Regions from separate parts of the Mus musculus genome. Here regions 1 and 2 are each linked to region 3. Evidence: chromatin contacts called from public Hi-C and HiChIP or PLAC-seq data. All regions are on one chromosome and are shown on one strand. Each heading gives the region's core, a stretch centred on a gene start, on an enhancer-like site or on the middle of the called end of the contact. The rest is flanking DNA. Distances are from core to core; before and after follow the strand shown.

What was found. HiChIP or PLAC-seq counts read pairs in DNA pulled down with a chosen protein or histone mark. A called contact is a pair of places that touch in the nucleus more often than the background predicts.
Region 1: a contact with region 3 is called in a CTCF HiChIP or PLAC-seq map of CD8 T cells, with 6 read pairs. The contact joins the promoter of Csf2 here to the enhancer-like site in region 3. A contact is called at or near these places in 15 of 39 promoter capture datasets (the 3T3-L1 cell line, 3T3-L1-derived adipocytes, the C10 cell line and 7 more), 4 of 15 datasets of contacts at CTCF or cohesin (CD8 T cells, the NIH/3T3 cell line and pro-B cells), 75 of 484 Hi-C or Micro-C datasets (the 4T1 cell line, 8-cell embryo, B cells and 47 more), 10 of 115 datasets of contacts at active chromatin or transcription factors (CD8 T cells, the HPC-7 cell line, Th2 cells and 5 more) and 5 of 9 other capture datasets (adipose tissue, bone marrow-derived macrophages, embryonic stem cells and 2 more).
Region 2: a Hi-C map of CD8 T cells shows a contact between it and region 3, with 2.0 times the contacts expected there. The contact joins the promoter of P4ha2 here to the enhancer-like site in region 3. A contact is called at or near these places in 1 of 15 datasets of contacts at CTCF or cohesin (the NIH/3T3 cell line), 68 of 484 Hi-C or Micro-C datasets (8-cell embryo, CD4 T cells, CD8 T cells and 45 more), 5 of 115 datasets of contacts at active chromatin or transcription factors (CD8 T cells, embryonic stem cells, memory CD8 T cells and 1 more) and 3 of 9 other capture datasets (adipose tissue, liver and pancreatic islet).

The regions. Positions count from the first base shown.
Region 1 is chr11:54,248,459-54,251,158 of GRCm38.p6, forward strand. Csf2 (colony stimulating factor 2 (granulocyte-macrophage)) reads right to left here and starts at 1,441. Exons shown (of 4, transcript NM_009969.4): 1 at 1,003-1,441; 2 at 864-905; 3 at 1-105. The coding sequence starts at 1,152. All of the region lies in intron 4 of Gm12223 (a long non-coding RNA gene), which reads left to right.
Region 2 is chr11:54,099,565-54,102,295 of GRCm38.p6, forward strand. It overlaps P4ha2 (procollagen-proline, 2-oxoglutarate 4-dioxygenase (proline 4-hydroxylase), alpha II polypeptide), which reads left to right and starts at 1,360. Exons shown (of 16, transcript NM_001136076.2): 1 at 1,360-1,476; 2 at 1,956-2,083.
Region 3 is chr11:54,169,968-54,172,667 of GRCm38.p6, forward strand. The region is part of intron 3 of Gm12223 (a long non-coding RNA gene); the gene reads left to right. Among named protein-coding and RNA genes, the nearest start is that of Gm12223, 29 kb to the left of the region's middle. Within about 2 kb of position 1,419, at least 8 of the 459 cell types and tissues checked have an H3K27ac peak or open chromatin away from gene starts, as enhancers often do. A contact at or near this core is called in B cells, CD8 T cells, the MNK3 cell line and 2 more, where this site is marked.

The sequences.
Region 1 (2,700 bases), core at 191-2,690, 79 kb after region 3:
CTGGTAGTAGCTGGCTGTCATGTTCAAGGCGCCCTTGAGTTTGGTGAAATTGCCCCGTAGACCCTGCTCGAATATCTTCAGGCGGGTCTGCACACATGTTAGCTTCTGTGGGAAGCATCCATTTGTTGATAAGCAAAAGCCAAGTGTCCATAGAATACAAGCTAACTTCTCCCTACTCCCTTCTGCTCCCACCAAGTGGTACAGGTTGGGGCTAGTCATAACACTGTCCTGAGCACTGCCCTTCTTCTTGCCTGGTCCAGGCCACCTCAGCTACCACAGCCATGTTTATAGTCTGGTACCATAGAGGTTCCCAGTTCCAAGTGCTGTCCCCCCCCCAAAAAAAAAATTTGTAAGCAAAGGCTACTTGCTGCCATTCTAGAAGAAGGAGATGGCCAGAGCCCAAACTTCTGTGTGGGGAAGCACTATTTCAAAAGCCCCTCTGTGCCCTGTATAATCAATACCCTCTGTGCCCCTGTATAATCAATACCTTCTCTCCATGGTCACGGGGCACAGAGAGAACTTGAAGGCAACAAGGCCAACTCATAAAGTGACTCTCATGCTCCCATCAATCCCTGAAGACCTCTGACCTTTGAAAGCTAGCTCTGCCCAAACTTATTGCTCACTTGATAAAAAGAGTGCACATGACTGCCACAGGGGCATGGCTCTGGACGATAAAAGAGTGCACGTGACTGCTACAGAGGAATGGATATAGAGATCTTGACTACCCAGATTCTGCCCCCTCCCGCTGGCAGCCACTGGCAGGGAAGAGTGTAGAAAGCCTTGCAAGAGGCTATTTAAAGCAGCCCTGCAGGGCAACCCGGGAAGCTACACCAAAAGAGAAGAGCAAAAGAGAAGCAGCTTACCTTGAAGGAGAACTCGTTAGAGACGACTTCTACCTCTTCATTCTGTAAAAAGGAAGTGCCGTGTTACCAAGCTGAAAGGCAGGGCAAGACAAGGGCCAATGGGTGGCCTGGGAACAACCCAACTCTCTCCCTCACTCACCAACGTGACAGGCATGTCATCCAGGAGGTTCAGGGCTTCTTTGATGGCCTCTACATGCTTCCAAGGCCGGGTGACAGTGATGGGTGAGCGGGTGGGTGCTGAGAGGCTGTAGACCACAATGCCCAGGAAAAGTAAATTCTGCAGCCACATCCTCCTCAGGACCTTAGCCTTTCTCTCTGAGTACTGGGCTCACTGCAAAAGAGCTCTTATATACACAGTTAGAGGAAATGATTAATGGTGACCACAGAACTCCAGGGGGGCGGGGGAACTACCTGAGTTGTGGAATCTCCTGGCCCTTATCAGCTATACATGGGGCCAGTGAGCCTTCCCCCAGGTTGTCAGGCTTGGGGGGTTTTCATTAATAAGCCCTTCCAAGAACTGGCAGCCCACCTGCGGGCTGCTTTAAAGGCCTTTCCCACCCTGCCTGGGCAGTCTGACCCAGCCTCTGGCTAGCCTCTCCTTTTTGAGGGGCCTCCAGGCATATTTGGATTTCCTGGCCTGGAGTGGCTGGGGCGGGGTTTGGGAGATACTGAGTGGGGCTCTTGCTTCCATAGCACCTGCTGTTCCTGGAGGCCTTTGGGCAAGCTCTACCTACTCTGGTGGCTCATTCCAGCCCCAGTCCTGGCCCGTTCTCTTTCCAGCCACCTTCTGAGATATACACTTCTCACAAGTCCACCTCATTATCTAATTAAATAAGGTCCAGCCCAATGACACAATTCTATAATGGTCTCCACAGACTCCCACTGAGGAGACCATTCTGGGCAAACTCTGCCCAGCCAAGCCCCACCCCTGCCACCTTGGGAGCAGTGAGAATGACAGCAATGGGTATAGAAGCCAGGCAGACTATACCATGTTCTCTTATGATACCATCCCAACTGACTGCTACAATCCCAGTTACAAAGGCATGTTCAATCCTAAAAATTCACAGCATGGCTAGAGCTTCTGGCTGGGGCAGGTAAGGCTACTCCCATTTGACTGCTGATTCTGCCCTCCCCCTTTGCCAAGCGACTCTTCCTTTGAGTTATGTGAGCCTCTTTACCCTCTTCAGAGCAGCCTGCCATTCAAAAAGGACACATTACTGCTATCTGTACCATTATGGGATACCTGGGTCTCTGAGGCTGGCTGTAACATAGTAACTAGCTGTAACACAATAACCAGGCACGCACACACGCACACGCGCGCGCACACACACACACACACACACACACACACGTGCGCCCCAACCCCCGCTTCCCTGGCAAGTTCTCCCAGGCTTAGTCTGTTGCACAGCCCCTTGCTCCAGCCCACCTCCCTCTCCAGAAGCTCTCTGTGGAATCAGGAACTGCTTCTGGAAAGGCAGCATGGTCTCAAGGGGCTAACAAGTGTTTGATTTTCACAATGGCTTTTGGAGAAGACGGCACGAGTTTGTGTTTGCCCAAGGGATCTGGCCCAAGCCTTCCTATACAGGAAGTTTGAGACCATGGGGATACATATGTGTATCTCTTCAGTCATGTGTGTATGCTGGTGGTGTTGGATATATATGTACTCATAGGAACATGTCAAGGTGGAGGAGGTTTTACATAAGGGTGCATCTAACATGAGCCACACTTGTTTTGCCTGCTTTGTGAGAACCCTTGGGCTTCTGGCGGTGCCCTCTTGATATGAGAGGGGGCCCCTAGCCAAGAAACATGCTTTAGGGCCCAAGAAGCTGATTCAGTG
Region 2 (2,731 bases), core at 110-2,609, 70 kb before region 3:
GAGTGTGGGGTTGTGTGGGGGTGTGGGGACATCCTCTTGGAGACAGGGGACAAGAAATGGGATGAGGAACTGTTGGCGGTGAGAATGGATGGGGGATAACAACTGGACTGTAAAAAAAAAAAAGATTAAAGATAATTTAAAAAAAAATAAAAAAGAGCATACACCATGTAAGGGTGATTTAACAACGGTAAAGCAATAAACATAATACAGTAACTGTTGGGGGCTGTTGTGGAGCTAGAAGGTCTGAGAGATAGGCCAAGAAGATGGACTTTGCTTGCTTGGTTGGCCAAGGAGAGATGCACAGTGGGTGGTAGAGTGGGGTGAGGGTTATGTTTCCATAGCCATGGATTGAAGGTATTTATAGGCCAATGGGAAAGATCCTGTGGAGAGGGGGAGGAGGAGGAGGAGGAGGAGGAGGAGGAGGAGGAGGAGGAGGAGGAGGAGGAGGAGGACCACTCCGGACAGAGAAGTGGGCGGGCATGGGGAGGATCTGAGGATCTGGGCAAACTGTACTTTCTGTGGCATAGCAGATGCAGAAAGGTTTGTGCATGGTTTCAACTGGGCTCTTGGCTGGTAGCTGCCACAGACACGGACAAGTGGCCAGGTAGTATTTTCTGAGTTGTTTCTGTGTGTCTGTCTTTCCTAGTCTGGGCCGTCTGCCTGGTCCATGCCATTATAGGGAAATCCACACCAAACTCCAGGCACAGTCCCACAGGCCGGGCATCTCCGTTCTGGGCTCTGCTCCCTGATGAGATTCTCAGACTGCTTCCCCTCATTCATGGAGAAGCAAGCTTACAGGGCAGGCGTGGGAACCTGCTCAGCTGCCAGAGCATCCTTCAGTTCAGATCGAGGTCGGTTGCTTCCCTGTCTTCTTGACTGTGTGTGTCTCAGACAGAGCTGGTTGAGGTGTCCAATCTCATTGGCCTGTGTTATAAGCCATAGGTTGGCCCTAGGATGAGATGCTCCAGGCTACGCCAACTTCTCACATTTACAGAAGAGCCGAAGCCTGGCTAGCCTGAGCCCCTCAGAGAAGCAGTTAGGCTTTGGAGATGGGTCATCTGGAGAGATGAGGTGCGCTGACATCTCAGACCCTTGTCTTTTCCCTCCCTCCACTCCCCTCCCAGGATACTCAATTCCCGATCTTAGTGACGCCAGCCTCCTGCAATTTGCCGGTGGTAATGGATGTGGGGGTGGTGGGACCACAGAGGGCTGGAGCAGGCTGGGATGGGGGCGCCGCCCCTGGTGCCGGTCCCACGCGGCGCAAGGAGGTGTGCATCGCATACGTGCAGCGCGTGGCGGCTCGGGCCTTCCCGAAGGCTCCAGTGGCTCGGAGCCAGGCCCGGGCGGGCCCGGGGGGCGGGAGGTGGGGACGTGGCGGAGGCTCAAGCGGGCGGAGACTGTGACGAGGGCGGAGCCGAGAGCGCCGGGGCGACGCCGCGGGAGGTTCTGGAAACGCCGGCTTCTGCGCGTGTTCAGGTGAGCGCGGGTCCGCAGGGTCGTCGCCGGGCTGGGCTCGGGTCCCGGTGGCCGGGCGGTGCGTTCTGCTCTGCGCGGAGCCGGGAGCTGGATCCGGGGTCCCTCAGCCCCGTGCCCCGCGTCCGGCGCCCTGATTCTGCACCCGCCTGGGTTCCTGTCCCGCCCGCGTCCCTTCCCAGGGTTAGGGCGGTGAGGTCAGCGGTGCCCTTCCTGCCGGTACTGTTAGGCCGGGCCGGACAGGACACTTGGCGGGCTCCCGGGAAGGGGCGACCTGACCCCGGGGTCGCCCCCCGATCTAAGGCGGAGGCGCCCGCCTGGCCCCGAAGGCGGCGCTGCTTAGGATGAGGAAGACCCCTGGCTCCCAACCCTGGCAAGGACCAGCTTGGTCGCTGCCAGTTTTATGGGCTCTTAAATCAGAAACTCTCCTCCTATCTGTCAGAAGACATCCTTGTCGAACCTCTGATGTTTTCCCTGAGCAGTTTCAGAGACCGGTGGCGATTGGCTGACTGATTCAACAAATAGAGCATTCTCTGTGCCTGGAGACTTTCAAGGACTGAGGCAGGCAGAAGGGAAGACTCAGAAAGTTCAGGTCCAGAGCATCAGCAAGGTAAGTACTGAGTTAGTGTGGAGTTTGGGCTGTGTGGACTTGGTAGATGTCTGGATGCTTCCGGGCAGGAGACATGGGCTGGGGTGGGAGGCTCCGGTAAACTGGATTGGTCACTTAGGAACCTGGACTGAGGAATCACCCTGAGTGGCCGCAAGCTTGGGCCAGTATCACGTCTGTGGTACAGTAGTGGAATCAAGGTAACGGAAAAGGGCCGCTTTAGGGAATAGCTGTCCAAGGGCCCCACCCACAAGCAGTGAGAGATCTGCATGAGGAAAGTCCACTGAGCCCTTGCAAGGTGAGCATGGGTCTGGGTACTTCTGTCGCAGGATTTTACTGGGAAGTACAGGTGGGTCTTCCTGTCATCTGTATTCTAATGTGTCATTTACTATGCTGAAGGAGATCATTGAATTGCCCCCTACAGCAACTCTGCTGTGCTCTCAACGCGCTAAGGAGTCTCAGTACAAGAGAATCATTGGGGAAAGGCCTCCAGCCAACTCACTCCATCCTTGCGACGTGGCTTCCCTGACTGGGCCACACAGTGGATCCTTACCCTGAAGAATGACACTTTAAGGATTTTGCTTCTTAATGCAGGCCATCTCGTTACTGACACCTTATCCCTCCTGATGGAAGAGCTTCCTGGAACTAAGA
Region 3 (2,700 bases), core at 169-2,668:
TTAGTGGGAGGTTGGTTTCCTGTTAAAAGTAAATTAACCTAATTTACCACAATAAAAGAATTAAGGAGAAAGGCTCCAAGATCCTCTTTATACATAGTAAAAAAAAGAATTTGATAACACCCAACATCTGCTTCTGATAAGACCGAGTCTTAACGAGCAGAGGGGGAAGGTTCTTCATCTGATTAAAGGGTTTGAAGAGCCAGAGCTCTTCAGTTTACTTTGGACTTAATGGTGAGATGCTTAGCATTTTCCTAGGAATTTAGGAACAAATCTAACTATTTCTTCTTAGTATTCATATTTTTTTAAGTGCACACTAGAAGAATTGGTGCTTAAGGTAAGAAAAGCCAATATGTATTTGAAAGGAAATGTATAGCTATGATTTTTCCATAGAAAACCTAAGACAATGCATGTACTACTCTTTAAAATAGGTAATTTAGCAAGGTTTTATACAACAGCAATAGGCAACTTGGAAATAAAATAAAAATACTTAATTTATAAGAGATCTGACTATCTCAGCCTCCTGAGTGCTCAGATCAAATGCATGGAATTCCACCTTGTTTTTTGAGTCTCGGCCTCAGAACTGGATCACCAGGGCGGGTGCCGAGATGCTCAGCTTCTGTACGCGGGCTTGGATCCTCGTGCTTGCTTGCACGGCAAGCATTTTAATTGCTGTCAGCCCAGCCTGGCTTTTCCTTTCCTTTTCTAATTAATTAATTAATCAATCAATCTATTTATTTTTAGGACTCTGTTCATCTCCATCCGTTTCTCTTTCTTGCCACGTATTTGTCTGTCACTCTTTCTGATCCCGTTTCTTTTATGTTCATCTCAGCTTTGTTTCCTTGATTTTTATTTCTTTTTCACCTCTGTGTTTCTAAGCACGTTTGGACAAGCCTCCTTCTTTCTTGGACACCTTATGATTTAGTCTTTACTTCTGAGCTGAGTTTCTTGTAGTCTTTCCTGGGCTTCCTTGGTTCTTACTCCATCACCTTTCTTGTCAGTATCCATCCTGAGTTTGACTGTTTCTGATCTGTGGTATCAGTAACAGCTGTTCACCTGTAACAAACTACTCAGTATTTTATTATGGCCTCTACAGTCTCTTCTGCTTCTTGTGGGGGGGGGGGCAGCTTCACTGTGTTGTTGGGCTTTCAACTTCTGAAAAGATGATTTTCGTTTTCTACTTTGCTATTTATAGTAGCATAATTAGTGACATCTCGGCTGTTTTCATGACTATTGTGTTGGGCTTTCCTGTATCATTGGTCTTAGGGGAACTGTTTCTCTTCTGTTTGGTAAACTGTGGTCCTTTTAATGATGTTTTTTTGTTCCGTCTTCTTTGAATTGTTTCTTGTATGATTATAAAAGACCTTTGCTTTCAGCCACTTCCTCCTCCTCTTCACCACCAAACCTCTAAAGGACATTTCACTTTTCAAGGTTCCCTTTTCACCCCCAGATAGCACCTTCTCTGCATTGAGACCTGTGGTCTAGCCCACTTTCTAAGCACCTTTGTCAAAAATATCCAGAAGCCAGTGCTATGGTCTGAGGTCTCTCTCCCAGGGTTTTGCCAGCAGAGAGGAGTCCTTTCCTTTTAGAAGCAAGATTTTAGATGACACTATACATTCATCGTCACCATTAAAACTACATGTCAGCCAGGGGTGGTTGCACATATCTTCAATCCTAGCACTGGAGAGGTAGAGGCAGGCAGATCTCTGTGAGTTCAAGATCAGCTTGGTTTACACAGGATGTACCAAGCCAAGCCAGCCAGGGTTACACCATGAGACCCTGTCTCACAAACAAAAAACTACACTCAACACCAACATCTCTGTAGCTGCAGACCAATTCTTCATCCAGCATTTCTGGAGCACTCTGCTAATACCTGTTGTTTGTTGAAAAAAGTCAAGAGGCAGAAGAGACAAAAGTATCAACTAAAAATATCTTTCACGTTCATTGTCCCACTTTGTAAAAGATTTTTATCCTAAACAGCCCTGTCATAATCAGGGTTACTTTTGCTGTGCTAAGCCACCATGAGCAAAAGCAACTTGGGAAAGGAAGGGTTTTATTTATTTACATCCCAAATGTTGCCCCCTTCCTGGTCCTCCCTCTCAGAATTCTTCACCTCATCCCTCCTCCCCTTCGGCTCTGAGAGGGTGCTCCCTCTCACAGAGACCCCATGAAAGAGTTAGGTTTATTTCTCTCACTCTACCATACCACGGTTCATCATCAAAGGTGGTCAGAGCAGAGCTGATGCAGAGGCCATGAAGGGGTGCTGCTTACTGGCTTGTTCCTCATGCCTTGCTCAGCCTGCTTTCTTACAGCAACGAGGACCACCAGCCCAGGGATGGTTCCACCCACACACAATAGGCTGGGTCTCCCCACTCCGTGGTTCTCAACTCCCCTAATGTTGTGATCCTTCAATTCAGTTCTTCATAATGTCGTGACTACCAACTATGAGTTATTTTCATTGCTACTTTATAACTACAATTTGCTACTGTTATGAATGTAAGTGTAAATATTTTTGGAGATAGTGATTTGCCAAAGGGGTCATGACTGACAGGATCACTGCTCCACACCAATCACTAATTAAATGTCCTACAGTCTTGGTCACAGGCCAATCTTTATTTTTATTTAGATTTATTTATTTATTTAATGTTTATGAGTACACTGTAGCTGTCTTCAGACACATCAGAAGAGGGCGTCAAATCCCAT